Regions from separate parts of the Mus musculus genome. Here regions 1 and 3 are each linked to region 2. Evidence: chromatin contacts called from public Hi-C and Micro-C data. All regions are on one chromosome and are shown on one strand. Each heading gives the region's core, a stretch centred on a gene start, on an enhancer-like site or on the middle of the called end of the contact. The rest is flanking DNA. Distances are from core to core; before and after follow the strand shown.

The links. A called contact is a pair of places that touch in the nucleus more often than the background predicts.
Region 1: a contact with region 2 is called in a Hi-C map of CD8 T cells, with 4 times the contacts expected there. The contact joins the promoter of Rnf38 here to the promoter of Glipr2 in region 2. A contact is called at or near these places in 1 of 39 promoter capture datasets (pre-B cells), 2 of 484 Hi-C or Micro-C datasets (CD8 T cells and LSK cells), 1 of 115 datasets of contacts at active chromatin or transcription factors (memory CD8 T cells) and 1 of 9 other capture datasets (adipose tissue).
Region 3: a Micro-C map of embryonic stem cells shows a contact between it and region 2, with 1.9 times the contacts expected there. The contact joins the promoter of Tmem8b here to the promoter of Glipr2 in region 2. A contact is called at or near these places in 1 of 484 Hi-C or Micro-C datasets (embryonic stem cells), 2 of 115 datasets of contacts at active chromatin or transcription factors (both in embryonic stem cells) and 2 of 9 other capture datasets (adipose tissue and liver).

The regions. Positions count from the first base shown.
Region 1 is chr4:44,232,429-44,236,763 of GRCm38.p6, reverse strand. It overlaps Rnf38 (ring finger protein 38), which reads left to right and starts at 2,859. Exons shown (of 12, transcript NM_001379580.1): 1 at 2,859-3,221. The coding sequence starts at 2,957.
Region 2 is chr4:43,955,001-43,959,318 of GRCm38.p6, reverse strand. Glipr2 (GLI pathogenesis-related 2) reads right to left here and starts at 1,617. Exons shown (of 5, transcript NM_027450.3): 1 at 1,546-1,617. The coding sequence starts at 1,558. It overlaps Gm30377 (a long non-coding RNA gene), which reads left to right. Exons shown (of 4, transcript XR_881223.2): 2 at 1,833-1,929; 3 at 2,936-3,107; 4 at 3,386-3,601.
Region 3 is chr4:43,667,437-43,672,270 of GRCm38.p6, reverse strand. Tmem8b (transmembrane protein 8B) reads right to left here and starts at 2,964. Exons shown (of 13, transcript NM_001368840.1): 1 at 2,237-2,964. The coding sequence starts at 2,765. Fam221b (family with sequence similarity 221, member B) reads left to right here and starts at 3,412. Exons shown (of 7, transcript NM_175517.3): 1 at 3,412-3,677.

The DNA of each region.
Region 1 (4,335 bases), core at 1,610-4,109, 280 kb before region 2:
GAAGTCAGAGGACAACTTGCTGGAGCCAATTCTGTCCTTTCACATGGGTCCTCGGAGAATGGTGCTTTGGGTGTGGGGTTTGTCATCTCCACAGCCTATGGGGTTTATGTTGTAAAACGTTTCGCACGTGAGAGGAGCATGTAGTACTTGTCTCAACATGATGTCTTCCAGATCCACTTCTTTAGCTGCACATGGTGAGCTTCTGTTGTTCTTTACAGATGAATAATGCTGCACTGTGTACATATCCAGCATTTCAACTCCCCAGTTTGGGGGTTGGGGGTTTAGCTAGGTGGTAGAGAGCTAGCATAGCAAACGCAAGGTCATGGGTTCAGTCCTCAGCGCTGAAAAATAAAACAAAAATAAACAAACAAACAAAAAACCCCAAAATAACCAAAAGATCAACTTCCCAGTTTGATCTCCTCACAATCTTTTCTTCCTTCTGACCTCTGCAGCACCTCCTTAGTGATCAACCCTATTGATCTCTTACACCTGCGGGTTTTCTACACCCATAGATTTAGTCTCTCTCACTAATCACCAATGGAGAATGGCCAGTGGGCCACAGCAGGCAGGAGGGCCCAGGCTTTCATGATGTCTTAGGGGGTGTGGCGATGACTCAGGGCTTTTGGGCCCTCTCTCATTTCTTCCTGGTCTCAAGGCATCCTTTGATGGGTTCTTTGGGCTGACTAGACTACACTGCTAGTCTGTTCTTTCTCTTTAGGGTGGTCACTTAAGACATTTGCTCTAGCTTGGAGCTGTAAGAGATGACTCTGGGGTGTTGACTGTGGGGATAAAAAGAGACTAACCTGGCTGGGTGGTGGTGGCTCACGCCTTTAAGTCACAGCACTCAGGATACAGAGGCAGACAGATGAGTTCAAGGCCAGCCTGGTCTACAGCCTGAGTTCCAGGTCAGCCAGGGCTACACAGAGGAAACCCTGTTTTGAAAAACAAACAAAACAACAATAACAACAAAAACAGGGTAAACAATGCTCAAGATGGCTGCGATTCATGAAAGGGACGATGCCTCTGGACAGTAGTTTACAGATGTTCTTCAGTGGCCTTATTAGGATGGAGGCCCTGGCCTGAAAATACATTATCTGACTCTCCTGTGACAAGAAACTCAGGGATGAAATGCAGGAAAATTTAGGTCCTTTGGTCAAAGATAATCTCACTGTGTTTCAGTACAGCTTCCCCGAGCTGTCCTTCTTGGTGAACTACTCATCCTTAAGATCTTTTTTATTTTATTTTATTTTATTTTGGTTTTTCGAGACAGGGTTTCTCTGTATAGCCCTGGCTGTCCTGGAGCTCATTTTGTAGACCAGGCTGGCCTCGAACTCAGAAATCCGCCTGCCTCTGCCTCCTGAGTGCTGGGATTAAAGGCGTGTGCCACCACGTCCGGCTCTTAAGATCTTTAAAAGGTTTGTTGTTGTTGTGTGTGTGTGTGTGTGGTTTTTTTTTGTTTTGTTTTGTTTTTGTTTTTTGAGATAGGTTCTGTGTAGCTCAGAAATTTGACTACAAATATCTCAAGTGACCAAGAATGATCTTCTCTGATGCAATTATCATCCATAACTTCTAAGACTCTCTGACCTCCAAGGAGATTGCAAGCTCTCTGAAGGCCTGGACAATATCGTTATTATCGTCGTAGCTTCATTTCTGAGCACCGCTAATGACCGGATAGATGAAAGACAATGCATCATCTAGTGTCAACTGCGGACTTGGAAATGTCTGTTGCCAAAGATCGTCTGCTTTGCCCTCCCAGTCTTTCTTTGCATGGTGCAGGGAAAAAGCTGAGGCTAATTTTTATTAAAACAATCTAGCCAGCAGCTTAGCTGCACCCTTACCCACATGCCTGTACTTAGAGACTCTACTCAGCACATGGTTGGGTTTATTTTGCTCTTCCATGGATAACGCCGAGAGCCAGAGAATGATGGGAAGATAATCGGTTCAGCCGCCAACATCGCATTTGAGAAAAGAGGGCAGACCGGGGGGAGGGGGAATGATGGTGTTTTGAATCCTCAGAAATCTTCCCCAAATAATAGGAAAGCCTTCAGTACAGCTCCGAATGTTTCCTCACTTCGAAGCCTCTTCCTCTTCTGAGATTAGGCCCAGTTGCCTGGACGGCTTCCTGTCAGGGCTTTCCCGACAAGGGTATTTAAAGTGAGAAAGAGGAAGAGAAAGTCGGAGACAGGGGCGAGGACCACCGCTGAGTCGGACTGGCTTCTGCTGGGAATTCAAGATGGGTCTCCAGGACTCAGGGAAGGGCGCTCGTTCATCTCCAACTCTTGCGTCTCCGCCTCTGCGGTTCTCTAGGGCTCCGCGGAGACTGATCTATCACCAATCAGCCTCAGAAGCGAAGAGAGAGTTTCTTTCCTAAGTGTCTCAAAAGCACAAACTTTGAGGAGACAACCGGGAGGGAGGACCGACGTGCAGGGGGCAGAGGCAGGAAGCAAGCAGGCAGGCAGGCGCAGGGAAGGCAGAGGAACGCCCGGCAGGCTGAGGCTAACCGGGGCGGACCGGGGTACACTCCCCAGCGCAGACACCGCCCGAGGCAGCAGAGCGGCAGGGCCTGCGCAGCGGTCGGCCTGGCCTCCGAGGCCCGCGGCCGCGCCCCGGAGGCGGGCCGGGGGCGGGGCAGCACCGGGCTGGGGCGCAGATGCCGAGAGCTTTGGCCCGGGCCTCCCCGCTTGGGCGGGCCGCGGCTGCTGAGGATCCCCCTAGACGCCGCCCGGGAGCCACGGCCCGGAGCCCAGCGCTCATTGGCGGCGCGGCGCGGTCTCCCCGCCCCCCGGCGTCCCCGCCCCCTCCGCCGCCGCCGCCGCCGCGGCTCGGCTCCGCCTCCTGGCCCGCCGGGAGCCGCCTCCGTCGCCGCCACAGCCTCCTTCGCCGCCGGTCCGGGCCCAGCCAGCGCCCGCCGCGCCGGAGTCGAGTCGCAGTCCGAGCCGCTGCCCGCGGCCCCGCCATGAGCGGAAGCGCCGCCGCCGCGGTCGCGGTCGCCGCCGCCGCCGCCGCCTCAGCCGCCGCCGCCGCGCACTTCCAGCCTCGGTCGTCGTCTCCCAGGCCGGGGCCCGCCGAGCTCGGGCCCCCCCGCCGCCCGCGCCCCCCGCCGCCCCCGCCGCCGCCCCGGCCCGAGCCCATCACCGCCGGCCGCCTTAGCCCTCCGGGCCACGGGCCTCTTCGGAGCGGGGCGCAGGGTGTCGGTGCCTGCGGCAGAGCGCCCGGAGCAGGTACGGGGTCTGCCGGCGAGGCGGGGCGGGGCGGGGCGGGCTGTGCGGGGAGGGGTGAGGGTCAGTCCGGGGCAAGGGGTCCCGCGGAGAGGGAGGAGCCTTGCCCGCCACAGCTTTGTCCAGCCCGGGAGACCCCGGGAGCCCTGCTCCTCCGCCGGGCAGAGCGCCTCACAAAGCGTTTTCGCACCCGCTGGGCAGCCCCTTCCTGCGGGGTGGGCAGGGCAGGACCTCGTGAGGAATCGGCTCTGCCGGGGAGGAAACTGAGGCTTACCGGGGGAAGTGACTTGCCCAAGGTCACAAAGCCAGCTAGAGTCGTGTCTTGGCTGAGAACCAGGGCCACCCTGGAGCTGGCGCGGGCCGTCAGCCGAGGGGGCTGGGAGGAGGAGGCAGAGTCCCCAGCCCCTGAGTCTGGAGTGGTAGGAAGAAGGGGGTTGGGGCCTGCGCCCTGGCACACCCACCAGGGTAGCTAACCTATGCTAAGCTGACCAGGACAGGTAGGAAGGAGAAACAGGAGCTGCCTCGGGAGCTTAGTGCCCTGGGGAGCCGATTTTGGGAGCTGGAGCGAGCAGGACTCCTGCCGGGGGCGGGGAGGGGGATGTGCTCCGAGAGGGTTTTATTGAGGTAGTGGAGTAGAGCTTTGGAAACTTGACTCGGGGACCGTTTGGCCCTCTCCAGGTCAGCCTTCTCACTACTGCATAGGCTAAGCCAGCCCAGCGGGAATGAAAGGGAAGGAGGCCTGTTTATACAGTGTCTTTTTCCAGGAAATTGCCCGAGTTTTGTTTATGCCCGGAACAGAAATACATAACTGGTCCTGGTAAAAGCATGCATGCGACAGAAGGCCATCCGAGCCTTTTCTAGATGGTCTGGACTTAACACACTTGGAGAATTCTCTGAGGAAGAGCAGCTGTCCTAGAAGGGGGAAGGAAGTTGGGAGGGTTAGGACAACTCACCCTCCTGCCTGCTTTACAATTCAGGAGGAATCCATTCTTACTTGGGGTGATTAGGCGAGTTGCTTTTACTCTGCGTGCATCTTAGAAAAGGCGAGGGGATAATAATTATTTCCAGAGGAGAAAGCAATGGAAGGATAGCAGGCAATGAGGAAAGATCAGTAGAA
Region 2 (4,318 bases), core at 368-2,867:
CACCTTTCATCTTGCTCTTTTAATTACACGGCATATTTTTTCCATTACAAAGGATCATATGGGACACTGTCTTTGTACAGATGGGTAAACTGAGGCACGGAGGAAGGAAAAAATATGCTTAATATCACATAGCAAATGATCAATAGGTCCAGCATCGAAAGCCAGGCATGTCACTTGGAAGAAAAGCAAGTTAGGACCAGGTCACAAAAGACCACACACCCCATGTATCTCTTGAGTCTAGGTCCTGGAGGATAGACAGCTCCATGAAGGGACTCAGCCATCCTCACCTGAGGCTGACAGCCCACTGACTCCACTGAGTAGTTGTCAACCTGTGGGCTGCGACCCCCTGGGGTTGGTGACTGCCCCCCCCGGGGGGCCACACATCATATAGTATTTATATTCCGAATCATAATATCAAAATTACAGTTATGAAGTAGCAACAATGTAATTTTATGGTGGAAGGCGGGTCGCCAGAAGGTGAGGGACTGAATTAAAGGGTTGTAGCATCAGCAAAGTCGAGAGCCTCTGCTTTAGAGCCTCCCATGAGGCACGGATGATATTCTAATAAATAGGAAGCCTTGATGCCCACGAGGGAGGAAACTGAGGCAAGAAGATCTATTGCCCACCTGTCCCTTATCTATGCAGGAGTGACAACAAATGACACAGGGTGTGGGCTGTCCCTCTGAAGGAGGAGGGAGAGATTATGGATGGGACCCCCTGCTATCACAGGAGTTGAACACAGAAGGATGGGAAGGGTTTCAGGCTGGATGATGGGAGTAGTGAAGACTGGACCGGGACACGGAGGGGAAAGGACCTGAGTGCCTGCCTGCCAGCCAGCGCAGCTGTGTGGCAGAGGGGGTGCTGTCAGTGGCCAGAGAGCCGACAATGGGGTGGAAGGTGACAAAAACAAGGAGCGACAGGAAAACGGCTTTTCAGAAACGTAAACTTTACAGCCACAGGAGTGAGGGTGGGCGGCAGCAGGGCAGAGATCACAGGGGAAGTAGCTCTGCACAGCACCCAGCCTGGCACGGAGGGGCCTCAGGAGGTGAGCGAGAAGGAGACGAAAAGGAGTCTCAGAGCTGCCTTTAGTTGGGTGGAACCAGACTAGTTGCTTCGCAGCCTGGGATGCTGCCACGGTTTGGTGTCTTTTTCCCACTGTAACTTTGTCTTCCTCTGGACAAAGCATAGCCACGCCTAGGCAGGCTCAGCTATCCCCATCAGCGCTTAGAAACCCTCGCTGACGCAATCCCTGGCTCGCAGCCAAAGGGACCCTCCATCTCATTCCCCTCATTCTTTCTCTCCTAGCCGGTGTTCTTACCGCTACCTCCGCGCCACCCACCCCACCCCCTGGTTGAACCAGAAACAGCCGCTCCTCGGAACTTTGCTATGCGCGCTCTCCATCCCGCACCCAGGGATCCCGCATTGCAGCGAGAGTGACAGGGACTTTCCAGGGGCTCCCAGGGGATCATGCTCCAGATGGGGCAGGGTGACGGCGAGGGTCTAGGCGTCATCCCCGCTCCCCGGAGGGCCGTATGGGTGGCTCACCTGATTTGCCCATGGCCTGCTGTGTGCGCTCCTCCGCTCCGCTGCGGCTGCGTTGCGCTGCGCTGGCTAGCGGGGTCCCAGCAGCTGGCCGGGGCCGGGAGGGGCAGGGGCGGCCACAGCCACTCCCCCGGCGCCGCCCGGCCCCGCCTTATAAGGCAAAGGCAGCTGCAGGCGGAGGCGCAGGGGGCCACCCCTAGAATTCATTTGGCCGGGTGGGATTCCGCCGCTGGCTAGGGCGGTCCAGATGTGGATACGAATGCTGATTCTGAGCGTGCCTTGTCTCCTAGAGCAGCAAGTGCGCGCGCAAGACCTAGGGGCGTCCACGCCTTCCCTGTAGTTCCCCACGGTTCCCGCGCGACCGACGCCTGGAGAAGGCCTGGTGAGGTACGGTTCCCTCCGGCGCCACCAGGGGTCGGTAACCTCCCAGACTCAGTCTTTGGCAACACCACCCCCTCCCAGATCCCCAAAGTTCTGCTTCCCCTTCCCAGTGACACCATGCTCCAATCGCAGCTTCTTAGGACCCTGTCCCGCTATGCATCCCCAGGTTGTAACTGAACACTTTCCGGCCCTCCAACTCCAACCGCCCCAGGGTGGTGCCGCTGCCCGACTTGGACCTATCCTCTTGAACCCCACTGCCTTTGAGACCAACCCAAATTCCCCACCTGAGTTTGGATCCAGCACCCCCACATGTTGGCGTCATCTAAACCGAGACCCCCTGGTTAATTCAAAACACATTTTTCTCACCATAAAAAGTTAATGATTCACAGATTACAAGGACACTTTGCCTCCCCCTCCCTGGATACATATATATTTAAAAGATACATTTATTTGGGCCAGACATGGTGGCTCATGCCTTTATTCTTAGCACTTGGGAAACAGAAGCACGCAGATCTCTGTGAGTTAAGATTGGCCTGGTCTAAACAGTGAGACTTTACCTTTGTGCCCTACATAGCCGAGAATGATTTTAAAGTTCTGATCTTCCTGCTTCTACCTCCCTAGTGCTGTGACCACAGACACCCCCAGCAGTACCTATTTCTATGAATTTAAATGTATTTTACTTTTAGGTTATTGTTTGTCAGATGGAGTCTCGGTGTACCTCCCATTGTAGGTCAGGTCTGTACCACCACACCTGGCCAGACCCTGCAGCACGGAGCTCAGATGTATCCAGTAGGTTAGCGCAGAGCTAAATGCACGCCCGCCCACGCCCACCCCCCAGCCATTCCCTCTCTCCATGGCCAGCAAATACACTTCCCACATCCTAGCACTTCCAAGCAGGAGTAGAGTGGATACTGGTACTCATCTGACTTAAACGAGCTTTTAGTGCTGGGTTGGGATTCTGACTCTGTTCAATTCTCTGTTCCATTTTGCCGACAAATTCCGATGGAAATAGTCAAATGACCCAGGAAAAGTCCCTGTCACACCTAGAATCTCTAGAAAGCTATTTCAGAGGAACCAGAACTGCAAGGCCCTAAGGAGACAGCTGAGCACAGAGGAACCGCCTACTGCGTGCAGAGGACAAGCATCAGGCATACGTACACCATGTACAGAAGTGTCACCAGAAGGTGAGTGAGCAGGCTGGAGATCTGGCTAGGCTAAATTCCTGCCTCTGGGCAGTACAGTTTATGGTTGGTGTGCCGTGTGCTCTGTCCACCGGTTTTGCCAGCTGCATGCAGGTAGTGTGCCAAATCGACTGAAGTGCCGTTAAAGCTGATTTCTACTAAGGGCAACTGGGAGGCTGGAGAGGAAGGTAATGCCTTAGCCAGCAAAGACCAGAGACAAGCCATAACAAAGATCAGACACCAAGAGGAGAGATTAACCCAATTTCTGTTTTGTTACCTAGCCTGGGCTCACGTCAAACTAGCCATGTAGCTGAGGATGGCCTGAACTCCTTATTCTCCCGACAACAGCTCCTAATCAGTTTCATCAATTTTTGTTGGGTTTGTCTCACTGAAGAACTTTGAACCGGACCCTAGTGAGCGGGGCTGTAGTGAGAGCCGGAGAGATGGCTCAGCGGTTAAGAGCACTGACTGTTCTCCCAGAGGTCCTGATTTCAAATCCCAGCAACCACATGGTAGCTCACAACCATCTGTAATGGGATTGGATGCCCTCTTCTGATGTGTCTGAAGACAGACAGTTACAGTGTAGTTACATATAATAAATAAATAAATAAATAAATAAATAAATCTTTTAAAAAAATGTAAGAACTTCAAGCCTTGGGGTGTAGCTCAGCAGACTATACTCAGCTTAGGGAAGCTTTGCCCACCACCATCACTAAGCAAATGAGAGTTACCATTGTCTTGTGACGCCTGTCAGTTCTGGCTCTTGTACTGGAGCTCTGATTATGAGCTAGCAAGAAGAGTGAGCCTGTGGTTCTCTCTGCTTCTTCGTTGTTGTTTTTATTAGTGTGATTAACCTGTGGGCTCCGGGATTATTTCTTTTTTTGCTCAACGTCTTCTCTCTGAAAAGCAGGAGAAGGACGTTCCAGCAGCAATGACCTCCTTACGAGCATGGGCTTGCTGTGGGGCTCTCCTGGCCTCTCCAGAAAAGAGCGAACAGAAGTGCCTGGTGAGGTGCATCAATTCTCGTGGGTATAATGTCCAGGATGCTAGAAAAACGGCAGGTTCTCAGCCTTGTGTGTTGGCTGCTCCACTGGGTCCCCTGTCCAAAGGCAGGAAAGCAAGGTTGACAGATTGATGAAGCACCCGGACCAAGATGAAAGGAAGATATTCCCACCCATGCATCACAGAAAAAAAGGAGACTGAATCAGTGGGTC
Region 3 (4,834 bases), core at 1,715-4,214, 290 kb after region 2:
GCATAGGGAAGGGATCCTCCTAAAACTAGCACCAGACAGGCACAAAGAGCTTGCTTGGCCTGGAGAATGGACCTGCCTAAGCCAACCTCAACACAGCCAGAGAATATGGGGGTGGAGTTGGGGTGTCCCAGGATGTACTTGTTGGAAAAGGAGTAGATAGAAGCCTGGAGCTTTGGGGGTAACATAGGAGTTGGAGGCAGGGCGGCTCCTTGGAAAACTGCCCTATCCATCTCATGCTTTGATTTGGAATTTTAACAGGGCCTACCAGAACCATGTCCCAGAAAGCATGTCTACCCAAGTCTAAATGAGCTTGTCCTGATGTCCCTTCTACAATAACGTGAAGGTGTTTCACCTAAATCGTGTGTGTGTGTGTGCAAACTCTCCTCATCAAAACCAAAAGCTAATTGCCAGCTGCTTCGGAAAGTGTCGATCCTGCACTGTAGTCAACAACGAATGTCTACCCCCCCCCCATCCTGGGTCCTTCCTCCCAGGAGACTGGGTGGATGATGAATAAGATCTCAAGGTCTAGGGAGACAATCAGTGGGTATGAATATTTGCTATCTAGGTATGAAAACCTGAGTTGAAATCCCAATGCCCACATTTGAAGGAGGAGGAGGAGGGAAAGAAGGAGGAAGAGGGAGAAGAGGAAGAGAAGAAAGAGGAAGAAGAGGGAGGAGGAGGAAGCCTAGCATGACCATACATGCCGGTGCATGTGCAATAAAGACAGGTGCGTAATAGGAGCTTCAGGTTCAATGAGAGATAGTCTCCAGGGAATAAAGTAGCCCCTAGCCTAAGTAAACACACACATGGATGTGAACATTCATTCACACACACACACACACACACACACACACACACACACACCTCTAATGCTTCCTTCAAGCCTAGGAATTACCTGCTTCTAAAAGTAGCATTTTGGTGATATGTTCCTAAGAGGAGCGTGCCAAGCTGAGAAGTGTGTAGGCCATATAGCATCCCCTCCCCCTCACACAATAATATATGCACTCCAAAGACATTATCAGCTCACGTATATTCAGATCAAATGCAGCTCACCAACATGCAAGAGTGAATGCATGGCACACATGCACCATTCCCAGGTCCCTGTTATACACACAAGTACACAGTCCCCACACGTCTCTGCAGGCCTACGACCCTCAGATGGCACTGATCTCAGGCTGTACACTGAGCAGACCCACTGAGATCATTGAAAACCCCTGCCACCCACAGCTGCAGCTAGCTGTTATTGCCAAAGACAGTTGGGACAATCTCTCGATACAGAGCCACTCAGCAAAGGTGGCTTGGGGCTAAGACCTTGAACACTAGCCATTTCCTGATGGGACCACCTCTGCCCCTTAAGCTAGGCCCCTCTCTGCTTCTCTCATTCTGACCATTAAGAGGCTGGGCGGCTCTACTAACCAGCCAAGGGGCTTCCTGAACTAGATACAAGTGAGAAACAGTTTATGAAAGAGATTATGCCTTGGGTCAATGGAGGAATACTTCAATCGGGTATTGTAGTCAGAGGAAGAGGGGAGGGAGACAACCACTATGTCACGGGAATTAGGAAACCTTTTTTTCTAGCTCCACTATTGCCATCTATGTAGAACACAACTTTGAACTGCTCCCTGCCTGAGCCTCAGTTTCCTCATCTGCAGAATTGTGCTGAGGTTCAGTCATGCTTTAAACGTATCAAAAACTATCCTTAGCCCAGCTATGATTGCTTAGGGAAAGACCCAGCACAAGAAGAAAGAGTAAATAACCCATGTCCATCTATATAATGCAACATATTGTCTTCAAAACTGCTTTTCAGCCCTTTTTTCTTTTAATGCGTGTTTGTTATCTCAAAGTTTTAGGCTACAGTGTCTCCATATCTCAGGTTACAATAAAAGCTTTTACTATGTCCTCTCCATAAAACTTTGGAAACAAAAGGAGCAAAGTCCCCAAGACTTCCCAGGGTAAGCCAGACTCAAGGAGTCAGGATGGACACCGGGAAAGGAGATCTCCATCTCTTGAGGACTATTAGCAACCTGCTGAACTACCTGAGAGTCCCTGCCTCACCACTCTTAAAGGCTGCAAATCCATCTCTTGTGTAAGCCCCCTTCTTGCTCTTCCCCTCCAACACACACACATTTCTTCCCCCAGTGACCGAGCTCACCAAGTCCCACCTCTCCCGACTCTTTCCAAGCTATCCCTCCCTGGAACCCCATCCGGTCTCAATCCTTTCCGCTTCTCCACTCACCAGCCCCTGGACCAAGGACAGAAAACAGCAACAGCAGCAATAGGGCTGGTGGCAGCTGGAGCCCAGACCTGAGTCGAGGCTGGGAGAGGGGTAGAGTATGAGAGAGGCGGGGACCCAGTGGAAGAGACTTGGGCAAACATAGAGATGGGGGCAAAGACTGGGCTTTTTTTGGGTGGCGCTGAACTGAGCACCGGGGCTCAAACAAGGGCAGAAGGTGTGATGGAAGGAGTGGGTGTGATGGAGATTGAAGCAAGGGCTGTGGCTGGGCCAGGGGCTTAAGCAAACGCGGGGAATGGGACAGGGTCAGATGCTGGGCTGGGAATTGTGACAAGGGGTGGAACAAGGGCCGAGGCGGAGATAGCGGCCAGGCTGGGGGCAGGGACCGGGGTTGAAGCGGGGACCTGGACCTGGACATTCGCTGGGACACCGGCCGGGGCCTGGACAGGTTTGGGAAGCGGGGCGAGGGCGTGGCCGGAGGCCAAGGCTGAAATTGGGATAGGATGAGGGGCCGGGACAAGGGCTGGGCCATGGCCCGGGGCGGGGGCGGGGCCGGCCAGGCCAGCACGGGACGCTCGTAGAGCTGACCCGCGGCTCCGCTCCCCACCCCCGGGGGGTGGCCTCTGGCGTCCTCGCGGGCTCGGGGCTGGGGCCGGGGCCGGGGCCGGGGCCGGGACCTGGGGAGGAGTTCAGGCCTGGGCGACTCCGGGCTGCGCTGAACCGGCGTTAACCAGGCCCCGCGGCGGCCGCGGCGTGACGCTCGCCTGACGCTCCGCCCCGCGCCCCATGCGATTGGCCGCTCTCAGCAAAGCCCGCCCCTACCCAATTCTATTGGCCTCTAACTGAAGCCTGCTGCGCTGCCTACCTTAGAGCCTCTGTCTCAAGCCTCACCGCCCGGCCCTGGGTCACCTCTCAGGTCCACATCTCCCAGTGAACGCGGCTCACATACTGTACAGAAACCTTCCAGAAATTCACAAAACCAGGCTCCTCTCGGGCCGTGTTCCTCCCATTCCTAGGTCTGCACAGCCTACAGAGAGACTCACTCAACTCTGATCCCAACTAGATCCAAAGCAGCCCTCTCAGGAAACCTCACCCACGCCCGGAGATGACGAGAAGACTTCTGTTGCCCTGGAGACTACTTGGCATTTCTGTTGCCCTGGGGATCGAAGCCTGTCCTGGGTTCTAGAGCGCATCCTTCATTGGCCCTGGACCTCTCTTCTTCCTTCCCTTTACTGCCTTTATCAACTGGGGCCAGAGTCCCTTTGCTAAGGTCTGCAGGTGCCTACGCCTTCCCAAACAAACTTAACAAGGCCTCTCAGTTAGCACCTACAGCCTGGCTCATCAACAGCAAAACCATTCCGTAGGTCAGAATCAATACTTCCCCCTCCAACCCAGGTAAAGATCCTGACCTAAGGACTTGGGATCACCAAGCCCAAGCAGAGAGGTAGGTAGTTTTTCAAACAGCCCTCCACCCCAGCCCTTTACCCTGCCACTTTTCCTAATACCATCTGTCCTTCCCCGCTCGTCCTCTACTTTTTGTCCGCGTTCTCACCCACTTTCTCGTCATCCTCCCTCTGCCCCTTTGCTAGTTTGCCCTGTAGAAAGACCCCAGGGAAAGTAATTACTTTTTTAAAAAACAAACCTTTAATTTTATTTTATGTGTATGGGTGTGTTTGCCTGCGTGTATATTTGTACACCACATGAGTACAGTGTCTGTGGAGGCTGGAAGAGAGGGTCAGAGCCCTTGGGACTAGAATTACGGGCGGTCGTGAGCAGCCATGTTGAGAATTAAACCCAGGTCTTCTGCTGAGAGATCGCTCTAATGAGCTTAAGATGCAATATCTCAAGGTAGCTAATACTGTCTCTGAGACACGGGACACACTACAGATCAGAGAAACACGTGAATCCTTAAGTAGCTCTTACAAATGATGATAGACTTGTACAGATGACAGGGTCTGTGTTGGAAGCCCGAGTGGTGGCACTGGCCTGTAATTTCAGTACCTGGGAAGTAGAGGCAGGAGAATTATTGCCAGTTTAAAGCCAGCTTGGTCCAAATTCTAGGCCAGCCAGGCCTATAGTGAGACCCTGTCTCAAAATACCAAGGGTTTTTGGGTGTAGCTCCATGATAGAGCACTTGCCAGCATATAAAAGCCTCCAGTTCATTCCTTAGCACCTGAAAGGGTCTGAGGTGGTGACAACAGACCTTGCCAGTCAGGGCCAAGAAACTTGGATGTCATCCATTAGGCTGGTTCAGAAGGTTGTGTGTGTTCAAAAGGTCTTGCTGGAGGAGGAAAGAGCTTCCCTCCTGGATCTTTCTAGGGTGAATCTAGCACCCTCCCTCTTCACAGCATCCTGGAGACAAGCCATCCATTCTGCTCCTGTGTGCTGCATTGCCTCTCAAGCTCATCTGGTCCCAGATGCATACATGGTGCCTGAGTAAAGTGTTAGTTTGGGATGTTTATAAAATATGTCCTAAGTGTAAGGTTGAGTGGGTGGATATGCAGAGGTGGTAGTGGAGAGCCAATGGTACTGTACCGCCAGGCAGAAGATAATGAGGACATGAACAAATTGAAGGGAGCAGTGAGAAAGAGATACAATTGG